Linked DNA regions of Mus musculus: region 2 is linked to region 1. A link is a contact called in public promoter capture Hi-C data. All regions are on one chromosome and are shown on one strand. The core of a region is the stretch at or near the end of the contact, and the rest is flanking DNA. Distances in the headings are between cores, read along the strand shown. Region 1 overlaps Kif1b (kinesin family member 1B). Region 2 overlaps Kif1b (kinesin family member 1B).

Region 1 (6,367 bases), core at 3,229-5,728:
AAGTGCTCTTCTAGTGTGCTTAGGAAAACATGTCCAACCAGAAGGGTTCATGGTTTTGGTTTTGGTTTTCCAGTGTGAGAAATTGAACTTAGGTCCTCATGTATGCTTGGCAAATACTCTACCACCAAGCTACATTCCCAACTCAGGTCTTTTATTGAATTGAGAATTAGAAAGATGTCAATTCTTTTGTATTTCTGAGACAGTCTTCCTGTGTTGCCTTGGCTGACCTGAAACTTGTTGTCTAGATCAAGCTGACCTTGAATTGGCGGCAGCCTGTGCCTGGCTGTCTGATGAGTGCTGGAATTAGAGGTGTATATTGCCATGTCTGGTTCTGCTGCTATATTCCTAGTGAGATAGGGTTTCTCTATTATGTTACCCTTGCTGTCCTGAAACTTGCTATATGTAGACCAGGCTAGTCTTGAACTCACAGAGATCTGTCTACCCCTGTTTCTCTAATGCTATCATGGGCCACCATGCTCTGCTCCTAAGCACTTCTAAGCTATGTCAGTAGTCATTTGCTTTGGTTGTATTAAGGATGATTGTTGAAATCCATTTGCTTTTTACTGCCTTAACTAGACACATGCTAGCTTTCCTTAGCCTATTCGTAGGTAGCATAGGTATAGGACTTATTAGTTCTCCTTGTATACAGGACTTCATTTAACCATTGGAAGTTTATGTTCAGCCCTGACTGACTGACTCTCTACCATCTCTCATTTCAGTGCCTGCAGCTTCTCACCCACACTTTCAACCGAGAATTCAGCCAGGTGCACGGCAGCATCAGTGACTGTAAGGTGAGCACGTTGAGGCCATTGCGTGTCACGGGTGTGGTGTGGACCGTTCCCTTTTCAGCTGTCCAAATTGTCACAACTTGTGCTGCTTTTAGAGGCTGCGATGGGTGTAGACTGTATCTGAAGGGGTGTGACATTATGCTCTGGCGTGGCTTCTGATTTTGTCAGAACACTGACTTCTGAAGTTGACAGATGCCTTCTAGGATGAGTAGGATTGCTGTCATAGGAAATATTTAGGTGTTTGTTTGTTTGTTTGTTTGCTTTGGTTCCCTTTGAAGAGCTTGTGATGTTGGGCAGTACTAAGCTTTTGTGTGAAATGAAAACATGAGCTGTTGGTGGCATTGGACTTAATGCGTTGAGCAAAAGGTGATAGCTCCTGAGAGAACCTGTGTGTCCTCCATGGCTTGACCCTTTGGCTTTTCCTTCAGCCTTCGCAGCTCCTGCCTGCCTGGGTCTCTCTGCACCTCACATGCCTTCTTCCAGACATTCATTCCCATGCTTGCCTCCCTCATCATTTCTGCTTTCTGCTCCACCATTGCCTTCTTGGGAGTGGGCCTCTTTCAGCCCCCACAGCAGGCCAGCCACCCCCTGAAACATTTGTTTATTTTTCCTCTTTATTATTTTAATTTTATATGTATGGGTATTTTGCATGCATGTAGCTCTGTGCATCGTGTTTGTACCTGATGCCTGTGGAGGTCAGAAAAAGACGTTGGATCCCATGGATCTGAAGTCCCAGATAGTTGTGAACTACTGTGTGGATGCTGGGACTCAAACCCAGGTCCTATGTAAGAGCAGCCAGTTCGCTGGGCGTGGTGGTGCACGCCTTTAATCCCAGTACTCAGGAGGCAGAGGCAGGTGGATTTCTGAGTTCGAGGCCAGCCTGGTCTACAAAGTGAATTCCAGGACAGCCAGGGCTACACAGAGAAATCCTGTCTCAGAAAACTAAAAAAAAAAAAAAAAAAGCAGCCAGTTCTCTTAACCACTGAGACATATTTCTGACCCTACTATCTGGTACTTTTTGGTTTTGTTCTATTTACTTATTCATTTGTTCATTCATTCATTCGTTCGTTCGTTCATTTGGGTTTTTTGCGACATGGTCTAACTGTGTATCATGGGCCTGACCATCTGGCACGTTTTGAAAGTCTGTCTCCCTTCTTCACTAATGTATGCTCCGCTCCATGAGTGCAGGACTTTGCCATGTGCTTTGAACAATAGGTGCTTGGCGTGTGTGTGCAGGCTGTGTAATAGCAGGGAGAATTAGAGACACATAGAGCTTCTCATTCTTTCTCTCCCCTCCCTCATCTCTCTCCTTCCTCCTCCTCCTCTTCTTCACTCTGGGGACAGAAACAAGGGTTTGGTGCGTTGCCTATGAGCAGTAATAATTGTGTTACAGAGGCTTGTTTTCTTTAATGACTTTGAATCAGCCTTAAAAAAGATGGCTATCTTAGACGACTTTTGCTGCTCTCTGTGGCAGAGGCAGACGTAAAGTGCTTGTCATATAAGCATGAGAACCTGCGTTCAGATCCACAGCGCCCGTGTAAAAAGAGTCGCCTCTGATCCCAGGGTTGAGGCGGCCGAGACGGCAGATCCTGGGCTTGCTGCTGCCTAGTCTAGCTAACGTTGAGCTCCGTTGTGCTGCTGCTGCTGAGTCTCATTGGTGCTGCCTTTGTTGTAGTTGTCTGACATCTCTCCAATTGGACGGGACCCCTCTGTGTCCAGTTTCAGCAGTTCCACCCTCACGCCCTCCTCCACTTGCCCCTCCTTGGTGGACTCCAGGAGCAGCTCTATGGATCAGAAGTGAGTACTCAGATTTCACAGAGACAAAGTACCAGTTTTTCTATAGTTCTGGATTCAGCTCAACATCACTGTCCTATTCTGGACAACTCTAGAGTGTGTGGGCACTTTCTTCATTTAAGTTTATTAACTTTAGGTTGTTATTAGATGTATGAAATTGTTATATGTGCTACTAAGAAAGCAGAAGCTAGTTAAAAACACAAATCAAATGTAAGATGGATCCAAAGAAATGATAAAGCATAGAGGCCCACCGAGATGGCTCAGATGGTGAAGCGCTTGCTGTGCCAGCATGAGAACCTGCGTTCAGCTCCCCAGCATCCGCATAAAAAGCATCTGCAGGGGAACAGGACTGGTCTCAGTGCTGAGGAGGCTGAGACAGGTGGATCTAAGAGCTGGGGGACGGGAGGAGTGTCTTCTGGATGTGGTCACCTGCCTGAGACCTGCATAAGAAGAAGCCAGCCCATGGATTGGGAGGGGCTCAGGGGGCCCAGTTCCTAGCTGAGGAGCTATTGGCAACTGATGGCTGCTGGGAAAGAGTCCTTTTTCTTTGTGGCATGGCCACTGGTCCGTGCTCTAGTATCTGGCCCACGCCTGTGTGAGTGTAGACAGCACTAACTGAACTCACTGGATTACTGACATGAAGCTGGAAGGGCTGTGTGGTGGTGGAGATGACCAAAGTACATTGTATAGGGTATAAAACTCACAGAATAAATAGATACTACATAAAAGGTAAAAACTTAGCACAATTAAGTGGAGAATGATAGAGGAAGGCATCTAGTGAGAGAGGAAGGCTTCCACATGCATGAGCTCATGCATACACACACACTCACACACACACACACACTCAAACACACACACAAACATACCCATGCACACATGTACGCACACACACACAAAAATAGTAAAGCTTGCAAAATGAACCTTTTTTTTTTTAAGATTTTTTTATTTTATGAGTACACTGTAGCTGTCTTCAGACACACCAAAGAGGGCATCAGATTCCATTATAGATGGTTGTGGTTGCTGGGAATTGAACTCAGGACATCTGGAAGAACTATAAGTGCTCTTAACTGCTGAGCCATCTCTCCAGCCTCAAAATGGACCTTTAGAATCAGAAATATACAGAATCATCAGGCTAAGCTATTCTAGGAGACCCCTAACAACCAGAACAGAGGCCTAAAGAATGATGGCGTTCACTACTCTACTCCTCTGCTCTTAGGAGCCTTCTCAGCTAGGTCCAGGTTCTTCTTCATTTGTTTGCTTTATCTGCTATCCACAAGATGTGAACTTTTTTTTTCTAAAGGATTTATTTATTTATTAAGTACACGGTATTCTGCCTGCATTTATGCCTGCAAGCCAGGAGAGGGCACTCGTCCTCGTTACAGATGGTTGTGAGCCACCATGTGGTTGCTGGGAATTGAACTAATGAGAGTCTGGAAGAGCAGACAGTGCTCTTAACCTCTGAGCCATCTCTCCAGCCCAAGATGTGAACTTTTTAAAACCCCTTAGAAACTTGCTATAGCACAGTGGCCAAGCATCTTCCTGTGTCTCTGACTGGGCAGTCTACCAGTCCCAGAGAGAGCTGCTGCTGTCAGTCAGGGGCCACACTTTGAGACCCACTGTGTCAGTTCTGGCCATGAGACTGATAGGACACTCCTGAGGGAACACAGTTCCTATCAGATGCTTGTGTTCTCAGGACTCAGTGGCCCCAGTGTCCTGTTCCACGGAGAAGATGCTGGAATGAGGGTTACCTTTCTGACACCAGCTTCTCTTAGCTGACCTCTGAAACTGATGTTTGCCTCTGGCACTTGGGCAGGCGCACTGTGTCTGGTGAGGTCATGTCCACAGTGGCTCTGACCTAACTGACGTGCTTCTTACTCTTTGCTTCCTCTGTAAGGACCCCAGAAGCCAACTCTCGTGCCTCCAGTCCCTGCCAAGAATTTGAACAGTTTCAGATCGTCCCAACTGTGGAGACACCCTATTTGGCCCGAGCAGGGAAGAATGAATTTCTCAATCTTGTTCCAGACATTGAAGAAGTCAGAGCGGGGTGAGTCCTGTGGCATGCACCCTTTCTAGCTCTGCTGTGCAAGGCTGTTCCAGCCTAGAGCACAGGGCTGTGCTGCCGTGTGCGGTGGGCATCTGGGCCTAGCACATTGTGCTGATGTGACCAGTGATGATCTAGGCCAACTGGATCATTTTCCTGTCCTGGTGCATCTGAGGGCTCGCCTAGTGGAAGCATGTATCGATGGGTCGATCTCAGCTTACTACTGTTTACTTTAGGAGAAACTGACTTCTTTTACAATGTCCTTTCAGATCAGTGGTATCTAAGAAAGGATACCTGCATTTCAAAGAGCCACTTTCCAGTAACTGGGCTAAACATTTCGTTGTGGTTCGTCGCCCTTACGTCTTCATCTATAACAGTGACAAAGACCCAGTAGAGCGTGGCATCATTAACCTGTCTACAGCACAGGTGGAGTACAGCGAGGACCAGCAGGCCATGGTGAAGGTCAGTCTCTCCTGACTTGGCTGTCTGATGCTCCCTGTGTTCTTCCCTTTTGAGTCTGGCGTTCTAGTCTGTGGCATGGATCCTAGTTTATATCTGGGTTGCATGAACTTTCGGTGTGAAGTGCTGTGCACCCTGTGAATTTGGCAAGATGTTCCTAACTGTTCATTCTCTCCAATAACTTTCTTCTACCTAATGTCTCTTCCCAGACACCTAATACTTTTGCTGTATGCACAAAGCACCGTGGGGTCCTTCTGCAAGCTCTCAATGACAAAGACATGAATGACTGGTTATATGCCTTTAACCCACTTCTGGCTGGCACAATAAGGTCAGATACTGTTCTTTTGCTTCATTTCCTCATGCTGAGACAGTCTCACTGTATAGCCCAAGCCAGATTCTAAGTTCTCCACCTCATCCCAAGGACTGGGTTTACAGGTGTGCACTACCATGCCTGGCTCGTGAAAGCTCTTTCTCACATTTACATGAGTAGGAAAGATGTGTCGTTCTAACTGGGATGAAAATGGAAAGGAAGGCAAGGGTACGATGATGAGTTACAGGGTGAGACGAGTGCCCTGCTTCCAGTGCAGTGTCGTGCGTCCTCAGCCGTAAGGACACCACCGGTCCTATCCTTCATCTCCTTTAGGTTTCAGTTTTCAGGAGGTCTGCAGAAGGCCCAGAGCACCGAGTAAAGGAGAAACAGTGCTTTAATGGACTCCCATAGTTCAGGCTGTGTGAGAGGAGCGCATCTCACAGAGTCCCCAGCGTAGGAAAGACCTCATAGCTGTCCCTGGGCTACTGTTAGGAGTCATAATGTCCATATGTGCTCTGCAGGCTATCTGCTCTGCGACCCCTGTGAAAAGGGTATTCAACCCCCAAAGGGGTCTCGAGTTGAGAACTGCTGGTCCAGCCATTTGTTTAGGAGCGTAGAAGCCTGGCCTGCAGAATCGGCTGGGAGAGACCAGCATCCACTCTTCTAACGCTGCCTCCTGTTTTTCTCATAGGTCAAAACTCTCTCGCAGATGCCCGAGCCAGCCAAAGTACTGAGCGTTCTCCTGAGCCTTGCTCACCTTCGACAGATAAAGAAAGTGTTACCTCTCATTCTCTTTGTGATTCTTGACAGTTATTCTTGTATGTAATCCTGTGGCTTAACGACTTTTCCCTCCTCACCCTGCACTTCTCTAGCTCTCTGTTCCCTCTCCATGGCTCTGACTCTTCTTATTCTTGTGCTAAGACTTGTAGCATGTGGCCTAACAAGGGGAACAAAACCACTACACGTCCATACACA
Region 2 (6,551 bases), core at 1,564-4,063, 73 kb before region 1:
GCTTCTATGCAAAGACTACTAAATGCTCAGGGTTGGAACTAACATTTCTTAATTTCACTGAACACTAAACTAGGCCAGTATGTGGTATTAATTGCTATTTTTCCCTTTCTGTTAAAAACAAGTGGAGTTTAAAAATAGAGTAAAACTGTAGATACTGAAGACTTGGAATAACTGGAAGAATTTAAGGGCTTAGTTTACTTTAGTTTGCCAGTAGTTTTACCTGCTTAGGAAGAACATCTTTAAAGCTCTGGCTATGCCTTCCCATGCTGGAAATGTCTCAGTTCTAAATTTAGAAGGGGCTGACTGCTTAGGGTCAATATTGAAGAAGGACATGTTTTAGAACTGCCATCTAGTACAGTTCCATAGCTTGTCTGTGTTAGAGCGTGTGTTCATCTTGGGCTTTGATGCTGTCCTTTCTCACACTGCTGTTCCTTCCTGTCTTTTTCCCTCCTCTGCTCCTTCTTTCCTTTTTTCTACCTTTTCTTTCTGTCTCCCAGATCTGAAAGATTTTCAGAACAATAAGCATAGGTACTTGCTAGCCTCTGAGAATCAACGCCCTGGCAATTTTTCCACAGCATCCATGGGGTCCCTCACTTCATCTCCATCTTCATGCTCACTTAATAGTCAGGTGGGCTTAACATCTGTGACCAGTATTCAGGAGAGGATCATGTCTACACCTGGAGGGGAGGAAGCCATTGAACGTCTGAAGGTAAGTCTGAAGGTTGAATGCAGCGCATTCTCTGTCGTTCTAGAAGACAGAACTAGGACTGAATGAGCATCACAGAAATGTTGGCTTAGCACAGGGAGATGTTAACTGTTAGAGGTGTCCTGAAAATGAAATTATTTGTTTAATTCCTTTTTATCAGAATGTTTGAGTTTGGCTTGGCCCAAGATGAAAAGGTCCTAAGTTAGCCATACAAAGATTTACATTAATTTGAAGGTCATTTATAAGTCACAGTCACGTTGCTTGTTAGATGTTTAGTTTTAAAGCTAGATATGGTGGCCTGAACCTGATAAGCCAGTAGTATTCAAGAGATGGAGAACAGGGGTGAGGTGTTTGGCATCATCCTGGTTGCATAGTGAGTTCGAGGCCAGCCTAGGTAATACGAAACCCTTTCTAAAGTGATAATAATTTACATAGAATAACTAGTTGGAAAATTTGGTTTTACTGAAGATAGAATTCTCCATAGAGCAGTCTTCCATTAGTAACATTAATATATAATTAACTGTAAGTTTGAACATTTAAGTAGAAATAGCTGGTTTATTAGGTTACATGAAATTAGACCTTTTAGAACTCACAAAGCCCTTAGTTATGGGAGAAGAGGGCTTTCTCCTCCTGTCTGGTACAGCTGAGCTCCTTGGGCCATGGTGCTACTCAACTGTAAATTGCCCACTGTATTGGTTCCTTGCTGGAACCAAATACCTGAGAAGAAGCAACATAAGGGAGCGTTTGTTTTTACGTCATGGTTTGCGGTTAGTCTGAAGAGAAGGCGTGGCTGCTGGAGTTTCCATGAGGCTGCCTGCTCGCATCTTTGCAGATCAGGAAGCAGAGAAAGAGTACTCACCTGGCTTTCTCATTGCCCCTCTTTATTTCGGTCTCGAACCCCACTTCACAGGATAGTTCTGCCACATTCGTGGTGGGTTTCCTCTCTCTCTAGCTTCTCTGGCAGTGCTCTCGCTGACAGTCAGACACGGATCTAGTTTTAAGTTGTGTTAAGTTGATTATTGTCACATTATTCCTGGCTCCCAGCTCTGCAGACGGGGGTTCTTTCAGTCTGTTGCTGGCTATGGCCATTTGTGTTTTGGCTCTGCATGAATGTGAAAATCAGGAGTAGTCCTTGTCCTTCCTTCAGCGACTGCAGTGAGAGCAGACAGGTGTCACCTGTGGTGCTGAGGCCATACTGCCAGCACTCCTGCCAGCATCGGGCCACAGCGGGAGCATCATGTTCTCTTGCCTGCTGCCTGCTGCCTGCTGCCTCCATTCTCTTGGCCTGTGTGTTCAAGAGTACTAGGGTAGGGGAAACTCACTGAGAATGTAGAAGTCACGGCCATGCTCCCAGTCAGGGACCCTCTTCACCATCACTCAGTATCCCCCACTAACAACTGTGCCCATCTGAAGACAGTTGAGAACAGCGGCTCTCTAATAGGTAAAGTCATGAGAGAGGAAGGTAGCCAGGCTGGCTTGTTGAACACTTCACTACAGAGGTCAGTGAATCTGTGTCAGGTGCTGTCACTGTGGCTTTCAGGTGAACTGTAACAGACTTCCTGTGAGTCCTTTCTTATCATCCCATCTTTTCCTTTGATTTCTTCCTTCAAAAGGAAGGTGATTCCAAAATAAAAACAATGCTTTTGTGTCTTGATTCAGAAAGTAAGTGAAGTTCTAAAATGCCTGGCAAAAGGAGAGGAGGGAGACATCTTTTTATTCAAGGTGCAAGGTGCAGGGTGATCTCTGCTGTTGTGAAACCGACTTGGAAGCTTTCCTATGGATTCTGTGGGAGTCCTGTGTGGGAAGGAGTGTTCATTCACAATTTCCTCATTAGGAGGGGTCAGTGACCATGTTGCCAGCAGGACTCTGGCAGTAGGGAAAAGTGAAACTTCCCTCTAATTGTTTACATCAAATGTTCACCTCCTTTAGAGATGGTGAATCTTACCTATTTTTATATTGTACCTTCCTGAAGAAGTGAGATTACCCTTTTCTTTCTCTGATGTAAAGGAGAAATTGCTTTCTGCTTGCTAGCTAGAACCAGCTGACAGCAATGCCGCGTGTTAGGAGTCAGGACGGCAAGTAGGCTTTTTAAGAATGAGGTCACCCAGTAGCCGTTCCCAGTGGCTTTCAGGGAATAATGCTTTCCTTATTGGAGGAATTCTCTCCCAACTGCCTAAATCCGATGAAAACAAAGCTGTAATACTTTAATCAGCACATAAACTGCTCTCTTAACTTCCCTTGAAGCAACGTAAGTAAAATCTTTCTCTAGCTTTATTCTAGAGTGCAAATAGCTTCTTTACAGCTTTGTGATCAGTCACGCCGTAGCTCACTGAAGCAGAAGCCTGGTTCTGCTCTGACGTTGTGAATGGTGAGAATTCCTTTTGGACAGGCCTGCATTTTAATGATGCAGGCAGAGAACATCTTTCATCCAGCGTGTGGGACAGCAGTTGTACAATAGAAACGCTTGAGAATGTCCTAGGAGCTGCATTCCTAAGGCATGACACTGCAAGAGAAAAATACTGTAATGGAGAACAGCAACAATGGGGGCTAATCCATCTTCCTAACGGTTTCTTTGCCTTTCTTTGCTCCTCTGTATTTTTAGCTTAAGGTCAGCGTTCGCACATTACTTTTCAATAGGTGCTGCTCCCTCCTTCCTCATTGACTAGCCTATTTCCATACATAATATTAGTATCCCGATTCCTTTCTAAACTTCTCTGGCAAAAAAAAAAAAAAAAAAGAAACAAGATAGTGGTATGTAATTTTTCTTTAAAGCCAGGACTTGAACTGAGTTGAAGTCTCGCATACATGACTTGGTCTTTGTACTCAGTACTAAGCTGTAAGCATGTAGCTATAGCCACTGGCTCTGATGTTTATAGACTGGCATCAAAGTCAGTACTGAGAATGCCATCGCCCAGATTTAGCCTATAAATATCTATAAACATCCATCATAGAAGTGAGCAGGACAAATGCTGTCCCAAGCAGTGTTTTGACCCCACGCTTGGACTCACTCAGGAAGCTTGGGTACAGTGAACCTTAGCTACCTGGTGGCTTCAAGCAGTGCTCCATGGAGTAAACATCCAATCTTCCAAATGTTAAAACATAACCTACAATGTTTTTTCGAAGTATGTCTGATTTGCCTTACCAAATTTCCTACCTTCTTACTGCCTCATCAAGAAGAAATAAAGAGCTGAGCTGAACATAGTAGCACATCCTGTAGTAGTCTCGGGACTGAGGCCGCAGGATCAGCGATTCAGCATCATCTGTGACCAGTGAGTGTGAGGTTAGGCAGGGCCATGTGAGATCCTGTCTGTCAGTCAATCAGTCAATCAATTAATCAATCAATCAAGTAAAGATCAGTAATAGTTAGGAAGACCAGGTCAAGGAGTAAGATAAGCTTAGGTAAATTGCCTAGATTTTTGATCTTTAGTTTTCTTATGTATAGAGTGATTGTAGAATTAGTGTTAGTCAGTCTTTGCTGGCACTAAAGGTTTGCTAGTGTGCCACTCAGTTAACGCTTTCTCTAAGCCGCTGGAGTGTTTGCTTGTCTTTTGTTTTTCAGTTTTTGAGACAGGGTTTCTCTGTGCAGCCCTGGCTGTCCTGGAACTCACTCTGTAGACCAGGCTGGCCTCGAACTCACAGAGATCCACCTACTTCTGCCTCCCAAGTGCTGGGATCAAAGGCGTGTGCCACCACTGCCTGGCTTTCCTTGGAGCCTTTTGAAAATAATAGATTTTCAAACAATATAAATATTATAACTTAATACCATGATTTTAAAAAAAGAAAGAAAAAAATACCTTGCTTGTTTGATGTTAGTATCACCCTTCCTCTATCTGGTGCAAATGTACACATGGATTCACTACTTATCTATTTTTATTAGGACTTGGAAGACTTGTGTGTCTGATGTGCACTTAATTTTAGGCTTAATTTTGAGTTTGAGTTGTTTTGTAATAAGAAAAAATGAAATAGAGTTTAAAACATTTATGATTCTTACCTTCTAAAAAAGGAAAAGAGCCCATTACTTTAGAGTCTGCCATCGTCTTCAGAGGTATAATCTGTTTCGTGCTTTCCTTTGGTATATTAAACTCTGGCCCTTCTGCTTCAATCTGTGCATCCTTCCATAGGAGTCAGAGAAGATCATTGCTGAGTTGAATGAAACCTGGGAAGAGAAACTTCGTAAAACAGAGGCCATCAGAATGGAGAGGTCAGGAGATAAAAGTCTTTGATGCTACTAAGTTTTCTGGGGAGTTTGAGTGGCTTTTGTAGGTTTTGTTTGTTTGTTCTGTTTTGGGGTGTGTGTGTGTGTGTGTGTGTGTGTGTGTGTGTGTGTGTGTGAAATAGAATTAAAAACAAAGAACCCTCTTCCCCCTCCTGAAATGCTTCACAAGTAAATCTGCTTTGGGAAGGTGTATCCAGTCACATTTATACTTTGAAGTGAAATCTACATATTTAAAGATTCTCTAGGGCAGAAGTTCTCAACCCGTGAACATGGGGTTGCATATCACATATCCTGCATATCAAATACTTATGTTACTATTCATAACAGTATCAAGATTACAGTTATAAAGTAGTAACACAAATAATTTTATGGTTGGGGTCACCACAACATGAGGAATTATGTTAAAGGGTCACAGTGTTGGGATGGCTGAGAGCCACTGCTCTGGGGAGTCGTGTGCGTCACCACCCTGCCCTGCGCGGCTTCGGATTGGGAAGAGTCATGCTAAGTAAAGGGGGTTTTCATTTGTAACAAGTGGACTTCGCTTGGTCACGGCCCACATCTAAAGAACTGTTCCCACTCTGTTGTGTTACTTTGTCTAGAACCTTTTGGGTAGTTTATGTTGCAAAGTTTTAAAATTCTTATTCTGTTTATACTGTTTGGATAAATACACACTTAAAAAAAGTCAGTTTCTATCTTCTCTTATGAAAATGAGGGAGAAGCAAACTCCGATGTACTGATCAGTAAATGTAACGAAGAATTTTCTTACTTACCTCAGACATTTTAAACTAGAATTATTGGAACAGGCAAGATGTCTCAGCACATAAAGGTTGCTTGTTCCTCAAGCTTCATTACCTGAGTTAGAGCCCTCAGCCCCACATGAAAATGGAAGAAGAAAATGAAATTCACAAAGTTGGTACCACAACATCAGGCACAATGCACAATAAACACACATATACCCCCACACAACAAACAACAAACCCAAACTTTCCTAGAATTACTGTAGTAAATGGTGGGGACGAATGGGAAGATGACATTTGAGAAAAGCCACACTTACAGGCTGTACTTCATACTCCCAAGCCACGCACCCCTGTAGTAATTCTGTGTCGTTTGTTTGTTTGTTTTTCAAGACAGGGTTTCTCTGTGTAGCCCTGGCTGTCCTGGAACTCACTCTGTAGACCAGGCTGGCCTCAAACTCAGAAATCCGCCTGCCTCTGCCTCCCAAGTGCTGGGATTAAAGGCATGCGCCACCACTGCCCGTCTATCTGTGTCTTCACTAACATTAACACAGAGTGCTGGCCCCCGAGTCATTTTAATTCCAGTCTTAGACTCGAGGGAAATTGTTTCTTCGTGTTGGATGCACAGCCTTAAGGAGGATAACGTTTCAAAACTCTTACCTAGATGAACAGAACTTTAGTATGGAAGTATTCTTTGATTTATTTTGAGTACTGTTTCTCTTTTTTTTAAAAAGATTTATTTATTTATTATATGTAAGTACACTGTAGCTGTCTTCAGACACTCCAGAAGAGGGCACCAGATCTCATTACGGATGGTTGTGAGCCACCATGTGGTTGCTGGGATTTGAACTCAGGACCTTCAGAAGAGCTGTCAGTGCTCTTAACCCCTGAGCCA

The links. Capture Hi-C pulls out chosen DNA fragments and counts their contacts.
Region 2: a contact with region 1 is called in a promoter capture Hi-C map of adipose tissue. The contact joins two enhancer-like sites. A contact is called at or near these places in 1 of 15 datasets of contacts at CTCF or cohesin (the NIH/3T3 cell line), 9 of 484 Hi-C or Micro-C datasets (the HPC-7 cell line, embryonic stem cells, epidermal suprabasal cells and 4 more), 2 of 115 datasets of contacts at active chromatin or transcription factors (embryonic stem cells and hepatocytes) and 4 of 9 other capture datasets (adipose tissue, embryonic stem cells, liver and 1 more).

What each region holds. Positions count from the first base shown.
Region 1 is chr4:149,180,527-149,186,893 of GRCm38.p6, reverse strand. Kif1b (kinesin family member 1B) reads left to right here. Exons shown (of 49, transcript NM_001290995.1): 44 at 720-791; 45 at 2,464-2,585; 46 at 4,477-4,626; 47 at 4,893-5,085; 48 at 5,292-5,410; 49 at 6,084-6,367. The coding sequence ends at 6,126. Among named protein-coding and RNA genes, the nearest start is that of Pgd, 17 kb to the right of the region's middle. Within about 2 kb of position 4,478, at least 25 of the 459 cell types and tissues checked have an H3K27ac peak or open chromatin away from gene starts, as enhancers often do. A contact at or near this core is called in adipose tissue, where this site is marked.
Region 2 is chr4:149,252,028-149,258,578 of GRCm38.p6, reverse strand. It overlaps Kif1b (kinesin family member 1B), which reads left to right. Exons shown (of 49, transcript NM_001290995.1): 15 at 498-709; 16 at 4,828-4,907. Among named protein-coding and RNA genes, the nearest start is that of Kif1b, 52 kb to the left of the region's middle. Within about 2 kb of position 2,813, at least 115 of the 459 cell types and tissues checked have an H3K27ac peak or open chromatin away from gene starts, as enhancers often do. A contact at or near this core is called in adipose tissue, where this site is marked.